Regions from separate parts of the Sus scrofa genome. Here region 2 is linked to region 1. A link is a contact called in public HiChIP or PLAC-seq data. All regions are on one chromosome and are shown on one strand. Each heading gives the region's core, a stretch centred on a gene start, on an enhancer-like site or on the middle of the called end of the contact. The rest is flanking DNA. Distances are from core to core; before and after follow the strand shown. Region 1 holds the start of COQ10A (coenzyme Q-binding protein COQ10 homolog A, mitochondrial). Region 2 holds the start of CS (citrate synthase).

Evidence for each region. HiChIP or PLAC-seq counts read pairs in DNA pulled down with a chosen protein or histone mark.
Region 2: an H3K27ac HiChIP or PLAC-seq map of skeletal muscle shows a contact between it and region 1. The contact joins the promoter of CS here to the promoter of COQ10A in region 1. A contact is called at or near these places in 1 of 5 promoter capture datasets (liver), 23 of 47 Hi-C or Micro-C datasets (alveolar macrophages, brain, embryonic fibroblasts and 12 more) and 2 of 2 datasets of contacts at active chromatin or transcription factors (alveolar macrophages and skeletal muscle).

What each region holds. Positions count from the first base shown.
Region 1 is chr5:21,663,635-21,668,408 of Sscrofa11.1, forward strand. It overlaps COQ10A (coenzyme Q-binding protein COQ10 homolog A, mitochondrial), which reads left to right and starts at 1,618. Exons shown (of 5, transcript XM_003126267.4): 1 at 1,618-1,962; 2 at 2,514-2,660; 3 at 3,832-4,024; 4 at 4,210-4,311; 5 at 4,604-4,774. The coding sequence starts at 1,841. The coding sequence ends at 4,771.
Region 2 is chr5:21,699,194-21,703,373 of Sscrofa11.1, forward strand. CS (citrate synthase) reads right to left here and starts at 1,370. Exons shown (of 11, transcript NM_214276.1): 1 at 1,323-1,370. The coding sequence starts at 1,364.

The sequences.
Region 1 (4,774 bases), core at 368-2,867:
GGCTCAGAGGAAACAAATCTCACTAGTATCCATGAGGACACAGATACGATCCCTGGCCTTGCTCAGTGGGTTAAGGATCTGGGTGCTGCTGTGGCTGTGGTGTAGGCCAGTGGCTATAGCTCCAATTCGACCCCTAGCCTGGGAACCTCCATATGCTGAAGGTGTGGTCCTAAAAAGACAAAAATAAAAAAATAAAAATAAAAATAAAATAAAATCAATCCATATCTGGTAGAAATCCCAAAATGAATGCCAATCTCCAAGGGGAGAGATGGAGAGTTTATATCTGTCCCCAGTCCCCTGTTTCTGGACAAGATATCTCTGTTCCATACAACAATTAGACCCCAAAGTAACAGTCTTTGTTTTTCTTTTGGCAGTTACCCCCAGCAGGTGTTCTTATGCCAGCAGGTGGAACACGTGCCTTAGCAGAGACCCAAGCTGTTGTAGTGACAATGGCTGTATCCTTAACCTCTTGAGCCACAAGAGAACTCCTTTTCTGGGGGGAGGGGGCATCTGCAGCATATGGGAGTTCACAGGCTAGGGGTCGAGTCAGAGCTGCAGCTGCCAGCCACAGCCACAGCAACACAGGATCCAAGCCATCTCTTGGACCTACAACCACAGCTCATGGCAACGCTGGATCCTTAACCCACTTAGCAAGGCCAGGGATCAAATCCTCATCCTCATGGATGCTAGCTGTATCCCCTCACCCTCACAACACTACTCAGCTAAAGATTTCCTGAATGTGGAGGGCATGGCTAAAGATTTATGCTCTGGAGTTCCCATTGTGGCGCAGTGGTTGATGAATCCGACTAGGAACCATGAGGTTGCGGGTTCAATCCCTGCCCTTGCTCAGTGGGTTAACGATCCGGTGTTGCCGTGAGCTGTGGCGTAGGTCGCAGACGCGGCTGGGATCCTGCCCTGCTGTGGCTCTGGCTTAGGCTGGCGGCCACAGCTCCGATTGGACCCCTAGCCTGGGAACCTCCATATGCCGCAGGAGCGGCCCAAGAAATGGCAAAAAGACACACACACACACAAAAAAAAGATTTATGCTCTAAAGACTAAAGCAGAGAGGCTTGAATTGCACTGCAATAGCATAAACATCTTTTTCTTTCTTTTTCTTTTCTTTTTTTTTTTTTTTTTGGCTGTACCTACAGTTCTCCGGCCAGAGATCGAACCCTGCCACCTGAGCTGCAGTGACAATGCTGAATCCTTAACCCACTGAGATACAAGAGAACTCCCTCTATAAATATCAAAAGAGAAAACTACGCAAACTCTTATCCCAGAGCTTGGAAGGTTAATTTAATTTTCTTTCTCAAAGATACTAGGCACTATGGAGGCTACAAAGATCAAAGGAACTTCTAACTATAAACAAGGCAAAATATGGTAAAGGTTCTAAGAAAAACATTCAGAAGACCCACGGGCTTCTGCAGTCGACAGGCCCATGAAGTCGCCTCTGTGCTTATGTATCAAGTCTGTGACTACGGACTCGCTAAATTAGTTTCCCTGGCGACCTCGTTCTGCATCCTTTCAAACACTAACTCCAGCTCCCTTTTCTCGCCAGAGGTGCGAAACTACATCTCCCGACAGGCCGCGTGGTCCCCTTCCTTCCCCCCTCTCCGGGTCCTGAGCCATGGCAACAGCGTGACGTGGGGGTACTGAGAGCCGCGGGAGCAGCGGTCGCGGCTTCAGTTCTAGGCTACCCAGTCGCCCGGGCGGGAGGAGCCGCCGGCCCGGCCCTCGGGGGCCCTGAACTCGCCCAGCGATCGCTTCCCTCCGCTCTTCCTCTGGAGTGAGGAAGGCGCAGCGGGTATCAGAGCCAAAAGGGCAAGGGAGGGTCGCGCGCATGGCCTCGGCGGGCGCGCGGCGGCTCCCGGCGGGTACGCGCGCCGCTGCCCGGGGTTGCGGTGGCTTCTCTGTGCGCCCGGCCCCGCCCCCGGGCCCTCTGCGACCGCCAGGACCAATGAGGTGAGACGGTGGTGCGGGAGGCAGCGCGCGAGCAAAGAGGGTCTTCCAGTACCCCGAAGTTCCGTGATGGAGGGTTGCGAGTCTGGCTGCAAGCGCAGCGTGGACGGCAGCGGCACCGTGGCATCTAATGCAGAGCTTTGGGGACTCTTTTGCGAGTTTTTCGCGAGGCGGAGTCCCCAGGGTGGGTACCGAACCACTTCTTGCCCCTCATGGGCATCCTGCACCAATGCGGTTGGCGAGGCTCAGCGGACTATGATGTTTCTTTAGAGCCCTCGCATTCAGCAACAGCGTACCCTCCAGTCTAAGGCAACTGGAGCTTCGCACGCACCCCGCTTTTTCCCATCTCCTCTCTGGGCACTGTCCTCAGCCGCCCTCGACCTTTTCGCACTCGTGACTGCCTGGCTGGGGAGCTTGGCGGGCTGCAGCAGGTGCTAGGGGGAAAGCTTGTCTGGACGACCTTCCTCGGGGATATGCCCCTCTTCACTTTCACCTGGTTGAGGAACACAAGGAAAGATTCGTGACGTTTCTCTCTCCTTTCCTTTTGGCCTTAGATTTCTGATGTCCTGCAGCCTCTTCTTGCCCCGGGCTGTCCAGGTCTTGGCGGCTGAGGCTGACTTATCTCCCAGACGTTCCTTTATGGGCTTTGCTGCCCCCTTCACCAACAAGCGAAAGGCTTACTCCGAGCGTAGGATCATGGGGTGAGCATCCTCTCCTGTTTAGCTTCTCTGCACATTCCCTTTCCCTCTAAACAAAAAACTATGTCCTGGCTAGAACATAAGGATGGCGATAGGGGGCAGGATTCATCCCTGGCCATCCCATTCTCCCCAGCTATATTACCGATCCTTTATCCTCCTCTGTCGGCCTTAATTTCCCCCTTCTTTGTTGCTGTGCATTAAGTGAAATGTGACTAGAGTTGGACAACATGACAACAGGGTATTATTTCTCTGCTGACCTGACTTTATTATTCTGAGCACAATATGAGCTAACACTTTTTTTTAGGGCCGCACCCACGGCGTATGGAAGTTCCCAGGCTAGGGGTCGAATTGGAGCTGTAGCTGCTGACCTACACCACAGCCACAGCAACGCAGGAGCCAAGCCACATCTGCGCCACAGCTCACCGCAATGCCAGATCCTTAATCCACTTAGTGAGGCCAGGGAATGAACCCGCAACCTCATGGCTACTAGTTGGATTCGTTTCTGCTGTGCCACAACAGGAACTCGTAAGAGCTAAGACTTCTTGAGCACGTGCTACTACTAAGCAATCAGGTTGCTTAGGTGTTTTACCACAGATTTTTCTCATTTGACCTTCAACAAACTGATGAATCAGGTACTATTATTATCTATGATTTACACAGGAGATAGTGGAGACAATAATTTACCTAGGGACATATTGTCAGAAAGTTGTAGAGCTGGGATTCTTAGTCCTTGTGTGATCATGGGTAAAAATTGAAAACCTCTGTTCTCCCTAGATAGTCCCTCTTAGGATCAAAATAGCTAAAAAATGGGGAGTTTCCCTGTAGCACACAGCAAGTTAAGGACCTGGTGTTGTCACTGCAGCAGCTTGGGCCACTGATGTGGTGTGGGTTCGATCCCTGGCATGGAAACTTCTACTGCGGGTATGACAAAAAAAAAAAAAAAAAAAGATAGTAAATGCCAAAACATACTGTAAACTGCAAAACTTAAAGTAACATTAACATCATGGAAAGTTGCACGTTTGCTTTTGGGAAATCATCTGGGCTTATTGGGGATCTCTAGTTCCTAAAGGTGTGTGATTAGTAGGCAAAGGTATAGGGAGAGGGCACCTAGACCAAGGAAGAACCTGATTCAGCTAGTAGTTCCTTGGCCTCTCTCTCTGATTCCTTCCCCTAGGTACTCAATGCAGGAGATGTACGAGGTGGTAGCCAATGTCCAGGAGTATCGTGAGTTTGTACCCTGGTGTAAGAAGTCCTTGGTGGTATCCAGCCGCAAAGGTCACCTGAAGGCCCAGTTGGAGGTTGGCTTTCCACCTGTCATGGAACGTTATACTTCTGCTGTTTCCATGGTCAAACCTCACATGGTCAAGGTGAGCCCTGTCTGGGAGGGATTGATAAGGAAGTTTTTTTTCTGTGTTCTCTGGCATTTTTACATTTAAGGGTTATTTTGGCCTTTTTTTACAATAGTTTTTTTATCTCCATGTGTCAGATATTTTCCTAATAAAATATTAGTTTAATCCCATTGTAATATTAACTACTGTTTGTCCTATACTAGGCTGTTTGCACTGATGGCAAGCTCTTCAACCACTTAGAGACCATTTGGCGGTTCAGCCCTGGTATTCCTGCCTATCCGAGAACTTGCACTGTGGACTTTTCAGTGAGTCAGGAGGCTGTCTGTGTAGCAAGGGGCTACAACTGGGTTGTGGGGGCTGAACTGAGGTACTGTGACAGTTATTCTGTAAGGATAGCTAACACTTAGCATTTCCCATCAATGACACTCTCCAGAGGTCTGAGCTTGTATCAGACTTGTACTTAGTCCTAGGATTTCTGAAGGGATCTAAGGACTGGGGGGGGGGGGGGGAGAAAAAGGCACTGAATAGTATCCTTGCATCTGGCGGGGGACTATCCAGCACAGTCTTACGGAGTTTCTGTCTCTTACCCATTCCCAGATTTCCTTTGAATTTCGTTCTCTGCTGCACTCCCAGCTGGCCACCATGTTTTTTGATGAGGTTGTCAAACAGAATGTCGCTGCTTTCGAGCGTCGGGCAGCAACCAAGTTTGGTCCAGAAACAGCCGTCCCTCGTGAACTGATGTTCCATGAGGTGCACCAGACCTGAGGC
Region 2 (4,180 bases), core at 120-2,619, 35 kb after region 1:
TCCCAAGAGGCTTCCTTACCCTGTTCTCTGGCAGTGGGAGAACTACTGTCAAATAAGACATGTATCTCCCAAATGATCAGCCTCCACTCTGCTGCTGAGTGCCTGAAAGAACCCCAGTGTAAATCCTATAGGCCTCACCTTGTCTGCCAGCCATGCAAGATAACACACAGTAAGCCAACACCATTCTAAAGTTTTCCTTTCCTTCCCTTCAGGTGCTGGCAGCTTTAATCTGTCTGCAAAAGAGAAAGTATAAGTTCTTTGCAGGAGTCAAGGTCACTTGTGGAACTGTCCCTCCTTGGATTAGAAGGCTGGGACTCCCCTCAGCACAGCAGTTTCTCTGTTTAAAGGGTCAAGTTACCCAGCGACAAAAGTAATTTTGGCAATATGAAATTGAAAGCACCATTACCTGCAACAATACTCCTATGGTCCCAGGGGTAGCAAAAGTCAAGTAAAAGACCCCACAGAATAAGAAGAACCTCTCCTAGGTAGAGCGAACTAATAACAAAACCTGAGTGAGTAAGTAGGAGGACCAGTCATGTAACCTTGGAATTACTATCTTCTGCCCTGGATCTTCACTTAGCCTGCAGTTTGGGCAAATAACTTTTCCGGTTCTTTCTCCAATCATATGTGATAATCATGAAGAAGGTTTTACACAGGCGCTCCACCCACCCAAGCTCCTCCTACATAAAAAGTACAAGAGTTCCAAGGACAAAGAGGACCCAGGGTCGCATTCCTCTAGCAAGGACTGCTACGGCTTGATCACTAAAGTAACTGGGTGGAAAAATGCAAGCAGGCAGTTCAGAAACTGACAAGGCCCTTTCTACAAAGCAGAAGCCGAAATTAGCTACTGCTCCAGCTTTGGTCCAGGGATAGAGTGAGCACACTTGCTCACCCCTGCCGCTTGTCTTACCGCGGCCACTTGTCTTACCCCGCCCCCTCCTCCAAACAGGCTCTTTTCCTAACTCCAATGGAACACAACACCTATGTTCTGCATTAGCGGCTCCTTTTTCCAAGGCCAAGCATCCGCCCGCACCCCCGACCCCGCCGCTCCAGACATGCGAGGTGACAGTAGGGTCCGGCCTCCCCACCCACCCAAGACCGCAAGCCGGGCGAGTAGCACTCCTTTCACCCCAGGGGCCGGAAGGCCAGCGAAGCACATGGCCCTGGGAGCTCCAGGCAGGGCTGGCGGCCAGCCAAGCGCAGGGTGCCTTTAAGACGCGCTGGAGTGCGTCTGGGTAGGGGAGGGAGACCCCGGAGCTTGAGGGCCTGCAGTCTCCTCAGCCCCACCCCAGGACGGCGCGCTCCCTCCCTTAGTTACTCACCTTGGCTCCGAAGAGCCGGGCGGCCGCAGTGAGTAAGGCCATGGCAGGCGAATTCGGAGATCTGGCGGGGAGGGAAGGAGGGAAGAGAAATGCGGCAGGAACGGGAGCTGCCGCCGCCGCTGCCCCAGAAGCCGCGCTGGCTTGGGGGGGGGACAAGGTTGAAAGGAGGCTGCTGAGGGAAAGGGTAGACGAGCCGGCGGCGGCGCCCAGCCCGGGGTCCTCAAGGAAGCCCCGCCTACCGCCCGGAACCCGCTCCCGCCCCCTCTCAAGGGCTTGCTCCGGGCTCGGCCATTGGTCCGGCCTGCGTGGGGGGCGGGCCCTAAGCCGTTGACAGCAGTTGTGATGGGGAGGATTGGACCGTCCGAGGTAGGCTAATTAAGGGTGTAAGGGCGGGGGGAAGCGTATAGGTGGCTAAGTATGTGCCTGAGACCCCAGTTAACTTCCTTCTTAGGCTTTCTCCTTAACCCTTATCCACAGTTGGGGTTAATTCTGAGATGGCTTTTAGTGAAAAAGCGCTAAGGACTTCGATTTTTAAAGGTCCTCGGAAGTCAACCCCTTAATACACTATCAATGCAAGTGGTCCTACTTCTTTGGCATGCTATCTTGAACAGTGTCTTTGGTCAATGACTTAATGGCCATAGAGGTGATACAATGTGGACAGAGGCAGTGATGTTAGAGTTAGCTACTTGGTGGAGGTCATTTGAGGCAAGCGGAAGCCATGGCATTGTAGATACCAACAGACCCCAGAATGTGGAGAAGGAAAGCTGAGGTAGGTCCCTGAATATCCAGTGGTTTTTGCGGACTCTCAGTTTTGTGTCTAGTGCCAAGAAATCCAAATCTTACTAGGCCCCCTTAATATGAAGGCTTCCGGTGCAGGTCAGGCCCTCTGGGTACAGATCATTAGTTTCAGTGCCACTCCAGTCACATAACCCCACACAGCCAGTCCACCCCACATCTATCTAGCTGAAAGATGAGCTTGGAGTTCCCACTGTAGCTCAGTGGGTTAAGAACCTGACATAGTGTCCATGAGGATGCAGGTTTATCCCCGGCTCGCTCAGTGGGTTAAGGATCTGGCACTGCCTCAAGCTGTGGGGAAGTTCACAGATGAGAGAAGCTCAGATCCAACATTGCTGTGGCCAGCAGCTGCAGTTCTGATTCCACCCCTAGCCCAGGAACTTCCATAACCCACAGGTGTGACTATAAAAAAAAAAGTTGAGGCGTCAAAAACCAACCCGCAACAAAAATCACCTCACCCCCCCCCCTTTGGCCAAGGCCTGCAGCCTGATTTCCTGGGCCAGGGATGAACACGTGCCACAGCAGTGACAAACTGGATCTTTATTCTGCTGTGCCACAATGGAACTTCATCACCTCCCTTTTTGTCACATCACTGCTGTCACTCCCATAGGACCTCCGGACCTTTACACCTATTTGGCTGTCTTCTATACACTTTTTATCATGCTCCCCAGAGACCGTTATAAATGAACCATAGCACTAAAATGACCTTTCATTATCTTTTTCTTCCTCTGCTTTTTAGAGCTACACCCGAGGCATACGGAGGTTTCCAGGTCTGTGGTTGAATCAAAGCTAGAGCCGCCAGCCTATGCCACAGCCACATGACACGGGATCCCAGCCACATATGTGACCTATACCACAGTTCAGGGCAATGCCAGATCCTTAATCCACTGAGCAAGGCTAGGGATTGAATCCACAACTTCATGGTTTCTAGTCAGATTCTTTTCCACTGCGCCACGATGGAAACTGCTTTCATATCATTCTTAACTAATTCCTCTCGGTAGACAAGAACTTAGGACCTTTCTACCTCCCCAGGCCTTTCATTGTCATTGACCTGAGGGCAGGGGGGAACTGACCCAAGGACTAAGGCACTTTATCTACAAACCCCAGCCCCAAGTGAACAGTTCTTTTATCTCCTCACACAGCAGTATCAAAGTTCAGAGGTCTCAGTACCATCTAAGCCAGGTTTAGATAGACCCAGTTTATAAAGAACCTCGTTTATAGCTTGGACTTGGAAAAAAGAGAAAGAATGCCATTTTCTCTTCCCAAGTTTCCTGGTACTCAGCGTTACACCTACCAACCAATGCACCTCTGGCTTGGAGGTGAGGTAGGTCTTAGCAAAGAACTTCATAAAGAAGAGCCCAGCAGTGCCTCAGAGGACTGACCTCAGCTATCAATTCGGTGACTTCAAAGCTCCACTGATCAATATCTGCTCCCAATTTAGCATCTCACAGAAGTTTTCCTCCTAACTCTGGAAGAGTCTGACCTGGTTTCTTCTCTCTGGTTAATTATCCACAGAGACTAGCCAGCATACTAGAGGACTGAACGCCAGTGCTCCAAGAGAACAGGAGGCATTCTCAGGATGAGGCTACCAAAGGGATAATTATTGAGTGACCATAAGGGTAACTTAGTTTGGAGCGCTGGCATTTGGAGGAAGGGTGGGGAACCATAATGTTTACAGTGTCCTGAAGCCTGTGTCATGAGGACTTTATGATTTGTTTTGAAGTTGTTCAGTCCTGATATCCACTGCTATAAGGCCAATGGGAAAGACCAGGGAGTTCAAAAGGACTAAATGGTATCTCCCAGGAGCTGGCTTAGAGTCTTTCCTTGACCATGACTGGGACCTGGGGAGGTCAGGGGGAAAGTTAAGGGAGAAGGATTAGCATGAATAAAGCAGCCAAATTAGCCCTAGGTCTAAATACAACTAAGTGCCTGAGAACTGGAGCGAGCAAAGGGGAGAGGGCTGAGGATTGAGGTCATCTTGACCTTGAAATGACCTCTTAAAAATGGACAGAGGCAATGGTGCCCCCTGGTGGCCAAGGATAAACAGGAGAATGCAGCCTAAA